2 separate regions of the Danio rerio genome follow, and region 1 is linked to region 2. The links are chromatin contacts, called in public HiChIP or PLAC-seq maps. All regions are on one chromosome and are shown on one strand. Each heading gives the region's core, a stretch centred on a gene start, on an enhancer-like site or on the middle of the called end of the contact. The rest is flanking DNA. Distances are from core to core; before and after follow the strand shown.

The links. HiChIP or PLAC-seq counts read pairs in DNA pulled down with a chosen protein or histone mark.
Region 1: an H3K4me3 HiChIP or PLAC-seq map of gastrula embryo shows a contact between it and region 2, with 4 times the contacts expected there. The contact joins the promoter of surf4l here to the promoter of c5 in region 2. A contact is called at or near these places in 1 of 18 Hi-C or Micro-C datasets (caudal fin) and 2 of 4 datasets of contacts at active chromatin or transcription factors (embryo and gastrula embryo).

The regions. Positions count from the first base shown.
Region 1 is chr5:69,587,019-69,590,453 of GRCz12tu, forward strand. surf4l (surfeit 4, like) reads right to left here and starts at 1,711. Exons shown (of 6, transcript NM_001002470.2): 1 at 1,497-1,711. The coding sequence starts at 1,544. It also overlaps a transcript of ciz1b not described here.
Region 2 is chr5:69,439,953-69,443,513 of GRCz12tu, forward strand. It overlaps c5 (complement component 5), which reads right to left and starts at 1,605. Exons shown (of 42, transcript XM_001919191.10): 1 at 1,516-1,605; 2 at 1,147-1,342; 3 at 897-1,050; 4 at 1-39. The coding sequence starts at 1,580. prdm12b (PR domain containing 12b) reads right to left here. Exons shown (of 5, transcript NM_001007457.2): 5 at 2,494-3,561. The coding sequence ends at 3,169.

The sequences.
Region 1 (3,435 bases), core at 461-2,960, 150 kb after region 2:
GTCAATATCAGTGCACAGGTGTCCAAAAGCTCCTCGATTTGCAAACAATGAGTCATGAGCAAGAGCTTCAGCATTTTAATACACTTCCCCTTTATCCAATGAAAAAAAGATTCTGCAATTTACATTTACATTATATTACATTCGAATAACATTAGGCATCTCATTTGAATACAGATAAGACTAAATTAATATCTCAGTCTCCTTGTTCTCAAAGTGGATAATAATATGCTTTTAAATAACTACGTTGTAAGATGAAACGTTCGCATATTATAGAGTTAGTAAAATTATATACATTGTCAATACATGGCAGGGTTTCATAATCTGTAATAACGCAGCCTCTATTCTCAATGGCTAAGCCTCTGCTAAGCCCCGCCCACAAACGATCCACATCAGCACTAAGCGGAAAACGAGCCAATCAGCGTTCAACAAGTACCAGGCAGAACTAAATGAATGGGAAGAGATATGAGGGCCAATGTCTGCCTGTGTGTCAACACTTTACTCGCAGTCTGTGCGCCTGCAGGGTGTTTGTCATGTTTCCAAGCAGCACAGGAATTCTGCAGACTTCATGTTTGCCTTCAGTTACAGTTTTAATACATGTAGAACGACTGCGTTGGGTGAAAACAAGGGGGGTTAATATTAACTCAGTAGCTATGTGCTTAAACTACATTTAAATTATGAATATTACCGTTTCTGGACGGTTAAAGCGTATAGCAATGAGTATATTAAACTAACAGGACATTAAGAGCTTTGTAAAGAGCTAAAAACACAGACAACAACCATACAATAATGGCATACGTATTAAGTTGTCTGTAATTAAAGGGGCAGATCACCCAAAATTTACTCACCCTAGAAACTCAACGGTTTAGGACAAGTAAATGGTGAGAATGACAGAATTGTCCCTTTTTTAAGCCCAAAATGAGCAGTTATTGCTCAACACTAAAACAAGTAATCTAATAATCACCTAAAATAAGCATATATTTGCAACATAATCATAAACAAACGCTGTCATTTGTGCATTTGATGAACATATTTTTCTAATCAGTCATTGTATGCTTACTACAGTAACATGGTGGGTCTACTTTGGCTGCAGATCATTTAGATTAAAGATAACGTGACATTTGAACGTTTTGAAATCTCACAAATACAGTAACGTTACATTCAACGTCAATAATTTAACGTTACATACATTTGCAACTGCTTATCAGTACTCAAAAGCAGGTTTAACTAAACCCTTAATACACATTCAATATAATATCAACACATATGGTCGACAATCAAGAATAATCATAGATCTCGAGAACACTAACTTCACTTCAGAGTCACAAGACTAGAAGTTCGCTAATAAATGCGAACTGCAGCCAAGCACAGCTGACTCGCTGTATAAACGCAGGCTTTACCGAACTTGATGTGTGTTTGTTTAGCGGAGCAGTGTAACGTTATTCTCCGTGATTTAAGAGTAACGTTAAGTTGGCTACCGGGGCCTTCAGTTCTCTCACCTGATCCGCCACGTCCTCCGCGTTGCTCATCAAATCATTTGGAGCCATGACACCGAAATACAAGAGCAAAGTCCTCGTCTGCAGGACACTTTTTGTGATTCGTGGGCCGTTTATAGGTGTCCTTTTTCGCTCGCAGGTGTGTTACAGGTCTCGTACTAGCCTTGCTTTGCCGTCGTCTCTATGTGTGTACTAGAATGCCATCTCCGCCCCATAATGCCCTGCTGCTCGTCCTGTCGCCCCCTGTAGGACACACACGCCTCTGCATGCCACGTGTACTGATGCAGCCAGAATATATGGAGAGCTCAAACTGTGACGTCTCAGTTCACTTTCAGTCTGTCACACATGACTCATCATGACATACATTAGATAGACTGCATTATGTACAAGTCTGAATACACAGATAAACATAAATATAAATAACTGTAGCCCCTAGGTTGTCAACAAGTATTCAGAAATTGAAAGTTGATGATGAGTGAATGAGTTGCCCATTACAGTGGTGGAAAAAGTATTGAACACTTCATGTTTTTTTATGCTGAGAAAAATATTCTAAAGGAGCTGTTGATATGGGAAGTGAACCAGATTTTGGTAAAAACCTGAACAATACAAACAAAATATATAACAAAAAAAAAAAAAAAAACTGAGAAAAATAGTTATGTGTAACAGCAATGTAATAACACAAGAATAATGTACTGAAATATTGAAACGTAGTTAATACTTTATACAAAACGCTTTTTGGTGATGGAGAAGTCAGATGCATTGCTCATGTGTGCAAATCTTGATTGTTGGGTCTCGTCTATCAAATCTGATCTTTACTTTCCATTGGATTCAAGTTAGGTGATTGGCTGGGCCATTCTACAGCTTGATTTTCTTTCTCTGAAAGGATTTGAGAGTTTGCTTGGCTGTGTTTTGGATCATTGTCTAGATAAAATGTCTAACGCTCAGGTTTTATAATCATCCTGTAACATAGATGTTGGACTGAAGCAGCAAATATTAAATGTACAATGATGAAGGGCAGAGGGTTGCTGAAGAACTTCTGAGAGATTTAAGCTGCTTTCACTGCCTTTTTATACCTTCCTTTCTTCATGCGTTCAATATTTTTTCACTACCATTTCATTTTATTACACATAATCTAATTAGTTTTGTTTTCTTTCCATATATGGATTTCTTGTGTTGTTACCAACATTCGGTAAAAATGTCAAGTCAACAGCACCTTTATAAATGCTTTAAAAAATGGTGACATGTTCAGTACTTGTTTGTAAACTAATAATATTCCTTTTTTTGCATATGTGGATTTTATTGGTTGTTGCTAACATCTAGGGAGTATTTCAATGCAACAGCACCTTCAAAAATATGCTTTCTGAGAAGAATGGTGACATGTTGAATACTTATTTCCCCCACTGCACTTAATAAAGTTCTCCCAAAAGGAAGTTCTGTCATCTTTTACTCAACCTCCACTTGTTCCAAACCAGTTAGAGTTTTTTTTTATTTTTAAGTCAAACAGAAAATACGACATTTTGAAAAATGTTGTAAACCCAGAAGCCACTGACTTCCATAATATTAGTTATTTTCTATTATGGAAATTAGTGATTACCAGTTTCCAACATTTTTCAAATATATCCTTTTCTGTTGAACAGAAGAAAACAAGAAACTCTTAAAAGCTTGAAACAACTTCAGTGCTTTAAATACTAAAAATGCTATTTGGACTGAAAGGGTAAACTAGAGCACCTGGAGGAAACTTGGGGAGAACATGCAAACTCCACACACACTGCGAAAAAAAAGATTTTTCTACAAAAGCAAAACATATTGTCTTGTTTTAAGAAATAATATGCCAAAATGAAGTGAGTTTTTCCTTCAAACAAGCAAAGTAATCTGCCAATGGGGTGAGCAAAATAATCTTACTTCAAAAGGAAAAAGTTTGCTTATTTAGCTTGATTTAAGG
Region 2 (3,561 bases), core at 355-2,854:
TCCTCAGCTCCTCGTTGAGGGAGTAAACACGCACTTGTACTAAAGAAAACAAACCCAAATTTTGAGGTGATTTTTACAAATTTGTTCAGATATAATATTTAAATATTATTATTACATTACATTACATTAATATAATAATAATATAATATTTGTTTTATATTAAATAATGAAAACAATGGTATATATAGTTTATTGTTTACTTCTATTTATTCGTTTAATTTATTTCTTTTCATTTTATTTATTTACTTCTATTTCAATTCATTTATTTCTATCTAGATATACTTCTAGAGTTTATATCTCTACATATTTATTGGGGGCCTCCAGAATTCATGTGGCCCTAAGCGGCCCCTAGTTCTGAGTCAAAAACGTAACATGTCATGGGTCTTCAGTCACATGATCCTGAATGGAGTCCTACAACTAGCTAATTAAAGGTTTCCGTGGAATTGCACCATTTAAAATTAACATGCAGTGTCATTCCAGAAGACATGGTTTTCAGACAATATGTAAAACGTCTCTGTGTTCTATATGGATTAAATAATAATTTCCATTTAGGCTACTAATAAAATAACTTTTCATAAAAATTAGGCCTGGTGTAGTCTATTTATTAATGATTTTACGATTTATAAGAGTTGCAATTTACACTATGCTTGAGACAGACACACCAAATGGCGGATGTGTGATACCAACACAGTTTTATAACAAGAGGTCCATGAAAGACAAAGAAATGTTTAACAATTGACTTTAGATGATAATATTAATTAGGCTATATTCACTTTTGTCATGTGTGATAGTGAAAATGCAACGTTGTGTCAAGCCTGATCTCACGAGAAAACGTAAGTATTTTACGTTTTGCCATGTCAACACAACCCATATGCACATGATATTATGGTACTGACCTTCTTGTTCGGGTGTATAAAGCGGTTTGTCAGTCTGGATAAAGAGAAAACCATTGACTGTAGTGACCGGGATTTTAACATTATCAGTGAAAGCAGAAGAAATCGTCTGAAGGTAGACAGATGTGTCCTCTTTGGGAAAATCTTTTGCTAATATCTGTGAAAAGGAAAATGGAAGAAGAGCCATTCCTTATAAGATATTTTAAAAAGAGTTTTATATACAAGTCAACACCATTAAATGTGCAGAATTTACCCGTAAAGTCGCTGAAGCTTGATAGTTATTCGCGGCGTTGAGCTTCAGGGATTGATAGTCATATTCTTTATTGCCTACTGCTAACGTGTTCTTCAGGTGCAGATGAACTGTAGTTTCCTGATCAAAACCAAACAACTGCACGACAACAGTTTCTGAGGCATCGAGCCGCAGGACTTTAGGTGCAGTAATTAGGTATCTAGAAAACAAGACATTTAGCTTATGTGACATATAAAATGTTTCTTAAAATGTCATTTTAATTCACATATAACCTACTTTTATGTTTGATAAACATTGCTTCCCCCCTCCAGCTTTTTGATAACACATTTCATCACTCAAAGAAGAATTTAAATGATGTAAATTGTTACTTACACATTTTCCTGAACGGTGAAGCAGACAAACAGATTAAATATGCAGAACAATAATAATCGTGCCATTATAGACTGTTTGCTTCATGGGAATAAAACAGAGGTCGGGAATTCGGTCAGTTTCAGTAAACCGAATCAATAGGCTTATCTGTGCTTGTTTTAAGTTACTTATTAGCTCAACTGTCTTGAAAGAGGTCCAAGAATGTCATTTCCTGAGGTTTAGATTTATCTGCAGATATTATCCAAAAATAATGAGGACAATTAATTTTTAATTCGGTTTTGGTCCAGAATGACAATTTAACGTTTGATTGCGCAATGTTCTTGTCATCATTGTACAATTATTCAGTCATTATGCACGTTCAAATGAAAGTAAGCATGTATAGATCCACTTACAAATAAAAAAGGAGCTGTTTGTTATTGTTGTGCAATTCTGGCAACTTTTGGACATTGGTTTGACTTTTGTCTTTGTATACTCTGCGTTTAAACAACCAGAAACCAATTCATATCACGTTGAATATACTTGCTGTGAGTTCTTAAAGACAATCACTGAAGTGAGACACAACATTTGTGTTTAGAGTAATTATATAAAAGGTTTAGGGACAGAAGTGGGTATAGCACAATCGCCTAACAGCAAGAAGGTCGCTGGTTAGAGCCTCGGCTGGGTCAGTTGGCATTTATGTGTGGAGTTTGCATGTTCTCCCCTTGTTCGTGTTTCCACCGGGTGCTCCGGTTTCCCCCAGAGTACAAAGACATGCGGTATAGGTGAGCTAAATTGGCCGTAGTGTATGTGAGTGTGTGGATGTTTTCCAGTGTTGCGGCTGGAAGGACATCCACTGCGTAAAACATTAGCTGGATATGTTTACGGTTCATTCCGCTGTGGCTGAATAAAATGAATAAATGAATGAATGTAAAAGGTTTAGCCGTTATTATTTTGTTCAAGTTCGAGCAAGATGAATAATTACAAAATGACAAAAACATGATCTTTGTTAATTCTTTATTGAGCATACAAGTGAATACCCAAATAATTTTATATAAGCAAACATAGTATACATAATATAATAGAACCAAATTTTGTAATAATACTTTAAGCTTTACATACATACACAGATAAAGTGACTATTCCATGTTTTTGGACGTAAAAGTTCAAATCCTATGTACATTCCTTTACATACTTCATATCGTTCATTGGACAATAAACATGCTCTGATTGGCCTGCAGTGACGCAAATCGGTCACTAAGTGGTGCTTGATCCCAATGGATCCATTCAGTAGAGAGGCTAAAGCAAATAACGTGGTGTGGTTTAGAGGGAATGGGACAAAACAATACTACTGCATGCAAATGTGAGTAAAAGATGCACTGACTACTGATCATCTTAAGTGACTTTGTTTGATCACATTGTTATGAGGCAGATATCTGCCACACAGAGCCGACAGTGCATGTAGTTCAACAAGAAACAGCCCTTCCATGGCCATCGTCTTTACTTCAGTGCTGAGTTCTGCAGGCGTTGTTTGTCATGTCTGTTCACTTTTTCACCTTTGGGAACTGCAGAGTATCCACGTAAGGTGAGAGTATTCAGAGCCGGCTCGGCACTGACACACTTGTGCTTTTGACGAACAGCCAAACGGTGGGACTGCTAACATCTCGAGTGCATTGTTTCTCATAGCACCATGGTGGGTATGTGATGCACCAGGGAGGCTGGGTGTGGAACCTGTGCCAGCTGAGGAGGTGGAGGCGAGTGAGCCTGAAGCCCCACTACAGCCCCTGTGTTGGCCGGCCGGTGCCTGGCGCTCTTCTGGTGCGCCCGCAGCCCTGCCAACTGTGAATAAGCGCTTTGGCAGACGTGGCATTTATAGGGGCGCTCGCCTGTGTGGAGACGCACATGGTTACGGAGGGTGGAGGACTGGCTGAAGCGGCGGTTGCAGAAGCGGCAGACAAATGGCTTGTCCAGGGTGTGTATGCGCATGTGGGAGCGCAGGTTGCTGCGGGAGTTGAAGCCACGGTGGCAGATAACGCAGCGCATGCGGCTGGCTGTGGACAGGGCGGCAGCGGT